Linked DNA regions of Hordeum vulgare: region 1 is linked to region 2. A link is a contact called in public Hi-C data. All regions are on one chromosome and are shown on one strand. Each heading gives the region's core, a stretch centred on a gene start, on an enhancer-like site or on the middle of the called end of the contact. The rest is flanking DNA. Distances are from core to core; before and after follow the strand shown.

The links. A called contact is a pair of places that touch in the nucleus more often than the background predicts.
Region 1: a Hi-C map of seedling shows a contact between it and region 2, with 6 times the contacts expected there. The contact joins the promoter of LOC123397952 here to the promoter of LOC123451896 in region 2. A contact is called at or near these places in 3 of 6 Hi-C or Micro-C datasets (leaf and seedling) and 1 of 1 datasets of contacts at active chromatin or transcription factors (embryo).

The regions. Positions count from the first base shown.
Region 1 is chr5H:116,734,252-116,738,382 of MorexV3_pseudomolecules_assembly, forward strand. It overlaps LOC123397952 (5'-adenylylsulfate reductase-like 6), which reads left to right and starts at 2,009. Exons shown (of 4, transcript XM_045092462.1): 1 at 2,009-2,290; 2 at 3,496-3,668; 3 at 3,762-3,886. The coding sequence starts at 2,093.
Region 2 is chr5H:116,130,472-116,134,912 of MorexV3_pseudomolecules_assembly, forward strand. It overlaps LOC123451896, which reads right to left and starts at 1,556. Exons shown (of 10, transcript XM_045128445.1): 1 at 1,231-1,556; 2 at 1,011-1,125; 3 at 682-743; 4 at 42-526. The coding sequence starts at 1,316.

The sequences.
Region 1 (4,131 bases), core at 759-3,258, 600 kb after region 2:
GTGTTGCTTCACGAGGGCCTGATTTGGAACCACGTGTTTCATGCTATGGTTAGATTTATCTTAATCTTCTTTCGTAGTTGTGGATTCTTGCCAGAGAAGGGTAATCATAAGTGGGTTGCTTGTTCAAGTAAGAACAACGCCTTAGCACCGGTCCACCCACATATCAAATTATCAAAGTAACGAACATGAATCAATTCAACATGATGAACATGACTAGACAGAAATTCCCATGTGTCCTCGGGAGCGCTTGCCTCATATAAGAGTACTTTCATGCCCGTCCTTTGCTATAAAAGGATCCCGCTATCTCACTACATACTTGTTACTATTGATACTTGTCACTTGTTACAAATTATCTTGCTACAAAACTACTTATCACTATTACCCATAGCACTTGTAGAGAATACCTTGTTGGAACTGCTTATCATTTCCTTCTCCTCCTCGTTGGGTTCGACACTCTTGCTTATCAAAAGGACTACGATTGATACCCTATACTTATGGATCATCATGGCCTAAACTACCAAATGTTGTCAGCCCCATTCACTTTAGGGGGTAATGCTATACCCCATAGTTAAGCCCCTCAATATCGATAAGACTTTACATGAAGTCATCAATCAACCTAAAAATTTGGGGACCCACCATGGACTATAATTTTCTTGTAGAAAATCAGGGGAAAACTGTCTCGGCGCGGGGTCGTGTCCATCTCACATTCCTCGAGGGATTTCATGATCTCCGTGAGAAATAAGGGTGGCACCAAACTATTGTCCTCCTACGACCCCCCCACACACACACACAACCCCTGTGTGAGATATGGTCCCTTCCTGGCTCCAAGACCCCTAGGAACTCGCGGTAGAAATCATAGATGTGGTGCCGGAGCGCGAGACCCCGAGAGATGAATGTGTCACCCATCTGGAGAGCCATAATCATACATTACCTCCCATTAGCGATAACATGAAAAAATGTGGTGCTCGCATCCCCCTCTAGAATCCATTGTTGTCCTCCCCTTTGTTGCTAGTATAACTCCTCGTAACAGGTGGGAAAGGTTAGTTAGTCTTTAATCTTGTGCCTTTGTGCCCATTCTACGGATGAAAGGTCCGACAAGTATGACTTAAGGTCGTGCCCATAACCTCTGCACGATGGTTTCTTTCCTATGCTTAAGACTGCTACCCACGTTCGCGCTCAGCCTCAAAGATGATGCCACAACTGACTGATACAAGGTTGCCACTCATCCAACTCATCACACAAAGGCTGCAGCGGTGCAAGGGTCGAGCCTTCGCCCAATTCTACAAAAACCGGTTGGACCAACCAATGATCTTCAATGAAGAAATGCCTCGCAAGCTACTTCTCCTCCTCCCTAGAGGACACCTAGAGAGGACAATGGTTGGATCCTAGCTTAAGTTCTATCCGCAAGCGAACATCGCGAGAATATAATCTTCCAATCACTAGTCACAAGCAACCAATCTAGCAGCACCGCAAAGGATCATCTCCCCCCCCCCCCTCGCGTGCGCTCGTGCAAACTCATATGTTCGGTTCTAATTCTACAAAAAATCACAGATCGAGGAGCGACATCAAAGATATCAGAGTTTCTTAGTTAACATTTACATGTGACTCATCCTAATTTACGCATTCATGATAATTTTTAGAGAATAATGTTGTAAAAGCATCCCCGTCCTTTTTGTACTTCTCACCTCGCGTGCTCCACAACACTTCACTAGTCAACCACCTAGTTCATACTTCTTGCGATGCTCCCTCTGGATCAAAATGCATTATCAATAATCTCAGCATTGATCGCTCAAGGAAAACGAAAAAGAAGGGAAGATGCGAGGGAAATTCATCAAAGCTTGGAAGAACAATTCAAGCAGCAGAATAAACAACAAGTTGAAAAAAAGAAAAGAAAAAAAGAGCAACACAAGTTAAATAAAGCGGTTAGGGTTAAACTACGCTTTCCATTCCAGCCCTCCGAAAGCCCGAATCTGCTCTTTCCTGGAAACACCCTCCAAATTTGTTACCAGTACACTTTCTTTCTCGACCTCCAAAAACAACCAAGAAATCTCACGACGCGTCCTCCTCCCACTCCTCTCCTCCCCCTCTCGCCATGGCCGGCCGCCTCCTCGCCGCCCCTCTCCTCCTCCTCGTGCTCCTCCAGCTCCCGGCGCCGTTGCAGGTGTCCGCGTACCCGCTCACGGCGGTACACTCTGGTCGGTGCCCGAGGCCGGAGGAGAGGCCGCCGCCGTTCCTCCAGGGGCTCCGGGGAACCTGCCGCACCTCGACGGAGGGACAGCTGGCCAAGGAGGTGCGTGTCTCCCACCATAGCTCCGGGCTGTTTGGTTGGCTACAGATTGTTTGCTTTTTTTGGGTGTACCTGCGCATTTATTGTGTGGATGAATCCGGAGATTCGTTCGTACGGTTCTTCGTTGATCTCTCTTCTCCCGTGAATTCCTGTTCGTCCGTCGATTCGTCTGTCACACAATTTAATTAAGGTCCAGTTCCTTAATCTTGATGCTATTTAGGTGCCAAGAAGTTTGTTTTGTTGTTTTACAAGTTTCAGAAGTAAATTGAGCGAATTCACTTTGCAATTCTTGGGGCAAAAACTTGACGTTTATCATGATGGGGTTCTGTTCTATCCTTTTGATTTGGTTAGGCGATTTCCCTGCAATTTCATATGGGGCGAAATAAACCGTTCTGTTTCATTATTATTTTTTTGTGCGAGCTGATTGGGTATTAGTCAACGCGGGAGTATGAAGGTTCAGTTGGGTGTCTAGTCTAGCTCTTATCCTGCATCAATTTTTTTCCCACAAATATTGCGCTCGAGATAAATTTGTTTGGAATGCGTTGGCATCTTTCATCGGTTCAAGCCTTCAAGATGCCAATTTAGGGGCAATTCAGCTAGATACCGTGTGTTGTTTCGGTGTCATTGAGTGGATCAGTGTCCTCATTTCTGTAACTTATTGTGCTTATGGTACCAGTGCTTGGCAGTTCATTCTGTGAGTAAATTAAAACTTCGTGCAGTAGTGAATTAGAACGTACAAGATACTTGTGTAGTAGTGGATTAATATCCAAAACTTCATGGAGTACCATTGAGCGTTTGGGATGCTAAGGTTTTGGATAGCTCTGGCTAGGGAGATGTTTATTTCTTGCTATTACTGAGCTTGGTTACTAATTTAATGAGATGGTTCTAAGGTTCACTGTGCTAAGAGGTTTAAATGCCTCAAGGGATTGCCTGCCAATGAGACGGCGCCGTCTGGGCTAAGTGGTTTAAACGTATCAACGGACTGCCCACCTGATAGAACCAAGATGTGTTAAGCCTACTTGTTCAGTATGGATCGTCCAATATGATGGTTTTATGTCATAGCAGTTCCATGTAGTCTCTGCTCTCTAGTCAATTTGCTGTAGTGCGGATAATTGGCAACGTAGACTGCCAAAAGCATCTGTTTATGAAGCTGAGTTCTTTAGTCCATGTCGGGCTTAATATGAACCTCACCTTGAAAAACTTTGCAGGTTAATGGGGAGGAACTTATCAGAGAATTGGGTGGAAAGGAGTACACTGCTGTCCTCTTCTATGCATCATGGTGCCCTTTCTCTCATAGAATGAGACCAATCTTCGACGATCTTAGCTCAATGTATCCACATATTAAGCACTTGGCTGTAGAACAGTCCAACGTGATGCCAACGTAAGAGCCTTATGCGTAGTGGTGTTCCTCTCATCCTTTCTTACCCATTAATATGACCGATGGCCTTAACTAATACTTCCTTATGATTTGCAGAGTTTTATCAAGATATGGTGTCCGCAGCCTTCCTTCTATACTAATAGCTCATGAGTCATATGCGTTCTGGCCTCTTGTTGCTAAAGATCTCAACTCACTGGTCAACTTTTACTCTGCTGTTACTGGTAGGTTTCTCAATGTTCATCATGCATTCACTGATTTGTGGCCCACCTGATATCCTGATGTGATTAGCAAATAAATGGGTGGTGTGGTACACCACTGTTTTAGTATGAAATATTAATTATCTTGCTGTCCAAGCAGCCTGTGCTCTATTGGCACAACTCGAAAGACGGGAATAGTAGTTCTATGGATAAGATGGCGACAGCAATTCTCTGGAGGAGAAATGGCAATACGATTATATGGATGTTAA
Region 2 (4,441 bases), core at 306-2,805:
TAAGCAAATGAACAGCTTAAATGTGAGGCAAATAGGCATACCCTCCACCCTACGCTCTTTAACGCGGAAAGGTTCAGTGATTCCTTCAAGAACCCTCTCTCCAAAGGCATCGACAAGCCTCAGCCCCAGCCTGAACTTCTTAGTGCTTGTGAAGCTAGAGTTATCAGTGAAGTTAGCACTTCCAAGGAAAGCTTCCCCTCCACTGAGCTTCAGCATCAGATCACCGTTGAGGAGTTTTGCGCTTTTCTCTCGGCCCCATACTATATGCTTGCTGAATTCCTCAGGAGTCCAGCATTCCTCTTTTTTAGCATTGAAGTTGCCATGGAGGACTACAACCTCAACCCTAACCGAAGAAAGATGACCGAACCTGACGACGTTCGTCTGGTCGTTTTCGAGGTTTTCAACCATGGCCACCTTGAGAGCTGATCCATCCTTGGCTTCTAACTTCATCATGGTGTAAACTGGTTTTAGATCATTCAAGAACATGAGCTGATACCTCGGACGGTGGCTCCGGCCAGCTAATAGCCTACATATATAGCTCAAAAAATTACCATCAAAATTGAGCAAATGGAAGCATATTGAGGCAGCTTAGCATGTATGTTAGGAGCAGTGAGACTGACTTGAAACATTTTGTAAAATGGATCTAATTTTATCATGAGAAAGGAGAAGTATATCTCCCACCTTGGAGGCGCTGCTGCTGCACTGAATTGTCTGAACATGGCTTTCTCTACCTCCTCTGAAACCTGAAATATGCAGATGTGAGAAAGGTTATAATTTTTCCAGATGATATTGAGAAGAAGACAAAGATTATCAAGAACAGATTCGTATGTTTGGCCTTTAGCTGTTATAAACGTGAATATATCAAAGTATCACAAATGAATAATAGGCCTTTCTTTTAGCTGTTCCTTTACAGATATGAGAAGCACACACAGGTACTACTAAAAATTCTCATAAATAAATCAAAAAGGGCATATGGGGACAGGAAGCGCTTTGTTTGACCAAGTGCCTACCACTCTCTGAACCATGTTGCTGAAAACCGGCAGGAACATGGCCATGAACTCCTCCCCTATGATCCCTCTGAAGCCAAACACTCCCTGACCCATGGTCCTCCTCCCCCTCACATGCCTGCCACCCAAACAGATCAGCTCAGGATCGCATATGAACAAGGTAATTAAGTTGACCAGCCGTTGATTTGATCCCAAGGATGGAAATCCAGAGGCGGAGACTCACATGACGAGTGATGTCCAGCGCTTGCAAGGCCGGGAGAGCTCGCCGCCGTCGCCGGAACATGGACGGGGCCGCTTGGAAGAAGCCATTGTGGAAGAAAGGGAAGGAGGAGTCCATTGGCAGGGGGTCTGATATAGATGAGGAGGAGGAAGGGGGCAGGAAATGGAGGGCGGGGGAAACCTGCAGGAAGAAGCTGGGATGGTTCCCTAGTCTCAGCTTCTTTGGATTTTCTTTGGCGGCGTTTGAGTTGCCTATGCTTTTACAATACTACTTGACTTGTGATTGTCAACGGCGGATCCGCTTCTTCTTTGGTACTTTCGCCTTGCGTTTTGTGGCAGTGCGTTTGGAACGTTTTCTTCTTCTTCTTTCCTTTGTAGTTGACGATAACAGGCAGCTCAATGTACATATTTTTCTACTATTTTTTAATGCAGTTATATACCGCCGGAGCTTCCTCTGCAGTTTTTAGCAAGATTAATGCACTGAAAATGGGCCCCTGTCACGAGTGGGGCTGACAAGGCGTAGAAACATGCATGTCGGTGATTTTCTTGGAAGAACCATCGCGCGGAAGGTTTCTTGAGCTGATCAGTTCATGGCCAGTGAACCGCCGCAACCCGACTAGTACAGATCTGAGTGGCGGGCTCACTTCGTCCACTAGTGTTTGCTTACTATTTCTGGACTCTTCAAAGAAGGTTCACTTAACTATACACTGTCACCAAGGTGAGCAGAGCACCTGGATCATTGTCGCCGGCCAGCTGGAATCGAGTGTACCGGCAGAGATCTCTCTAACTTTTTCTCTAAGTATTCCCTCCGTACCACAATACTTGTTGTTCTAGTTCTCTTCAACAATAAGTATTTTAAAAAAAATTATAAATGATGCACGGTTTTGTTCATAGTTCACGCTAAACATTGTTCTTTATTATATCATGCATAAATTGTTACCCTACTGCTCGCTCCTATCTTTCTATCATAGAGGAAATCAAAACAACTAGCACGTCGAGAGGATAAACCCCCGCGTCGCCCCCGCTCGGACGACTAGGGCAGGACGAAACCCTAGTCGTCGGGGGCTCTCCTTCCTTCCCTCCCTCCATTTGATGCTCCAAGGGAAGCCGCCGGCCTATAGCCCGCAGGCCGACGGCGGTGGTGGGGGCCTCCCTCTCTCCTACGTCATGGGGATGGTGCGGAGCCCTGCGGCGTGAGGAGGCACGACCGATCTGGCCTTGGCGACGCGGCGGGTGTTCCTGCCTTGACCGGCGGCGGCACGATGGCTGACTCTGCCTCGGGCGACAATGGTTGAGGGCACGACGGATGGCCTTTCGGGCAGCAACGTTGGCTTTGTTCGGCGACGGCTACCAGATGTGCGACAATGGGCCATCTGACCCCGGATCGACGGCGGCGACGCAGAGGGCCTGGCGAACGGGTCGGCGCCATGCGTGGTCTGGCCTCCGAACAGATATGATATGGCTGGTACGGCCTACTCGCTACGTGATGGCTCATATCGGTGGCAACCCATGCACACGATGCTTGATGGAGGTTCATCGAGCGAATCCGGGTGAAAACCTCGTTCTCAGCTTGTTGTCAAGACTAGCGATGGCGGCACTCTTTTGTGTTGTTGTCTTCTTGAAGGCATCGCCGTGGAGAAGCTCCAGACCTCCATCTGCTACCTTCGGAGGAAATCCTAAATTAGTACATCGGACGACGGGGGCTCTCTGGTCTTGTTTTCCTCCTAGGGGCGTCATTTTTGGAGGTGTACATGGGCTCGAGGGACTAGTGGACGGTTTATTTGGTGGAGTGGTGCTTCATCTTACACATTCATAGTGGCCGATCTCGGCGGTGTAGCGCAATGGAGACTCGGCGTCCGGTGTGCCGAGGTGAACTCGCGTAGAAGGAGGACACTATCTGGCAGCATTGTGGCATTAATGGCAGAGAGGCCTAGCAAGGTCGGTATGTTAGTCTTCTCTGAAGATGAATTGGTGGAAAACGGCGGCGATGACACATGAGAGTGTGTCGGACCGGTTTGTACCCTAAACCCAATATGTGGCTTGGTTGGGGCCTCCGACTTTAGATGTTAGACTTTCATGCGACGTTTATTTGGTATTAGGCTCGGACTATCGATACCCCTTCATTAAGTGGATAGGAATAGCGACAATTGTTGCTAAGATGACGGCTTCAGACTAACTCATGTATTATTTTATAAGGTCTTTGTAAATAATCAGTAAAATAGACGCATGTATCGCTTAGATGCACAGGCCGGGGTAATCCTCCTTTTCTAAATAAAAAATCAGCAAAAAGGCAAAAGGAAGTGAAGGTCGTACGTGACCTATAGTGTAATCCTAATCGAGTTGCTAGACTATAAGGCCATCTTGAGCGCTGACCCGCAAACAGACACAGTGTTTGTGCGAAAATCAGTCCATACTAATGAGTTAATTCCATGGAACTACCACACCTCGACACGTCATAACGAATTGGTAGTCATATTTTTTACAAGTCAGTACCAACTCGGCAAGTCTAAGTGTTGCAAAACGGTCTAACAACCATATAATGATGTATTTACCGTATTAACATACTGGCCAACTCGTGCGTGGCGCTCCACTAACTAGGAGCCGACTCAGTCATTCTAACTGGCTGGGTCGAACCGGTTCCAATAGGACAAACCTTAGCTCTCATTTCCCCTCCCCTTCTCCCCTCACAACACGACTATCTAGCGATGGCGGCAATAACAATGGTTGTAGTGGCGGTGGTTGTGTGGGCGGCTATAGAGACTTTCCTGGCCTCGGGAGCGATGACCACGTTGGTCTCAATGGCTCCACTTCTTCTTACTACTCTAGTGACGAGGAGGAGGAGGAGGCTCCCATGTCCATGGAGCAACGGGTGAGGCTGGCAGAGATTTGGGTGGCCAACCCTAACACTAGCCATCAGTGGACGAGTGGAGCTGGCGGCATGGTGTAACTCACTCTCCTCTCTTCTTTATGCCTAGTTCAAATTTGGGGCTAGGGTTAGTTTTACTAAAAAAAACCATATTTAATGTCAATTGTAGTTTGGACAATGTTGTTTGGGATGTTAGGATGCACTTTGATGCTCAACATAATTTGGATAGGAAGTTATGCAGCTCAAATGTAACATTTTTTAATCTATATGCGATGTTACAAACACAAGGATTTTCTTTCTCTGATGAATTGTACCACATGAAGAATTTAGGCATAGGAGAGGAGAGAGA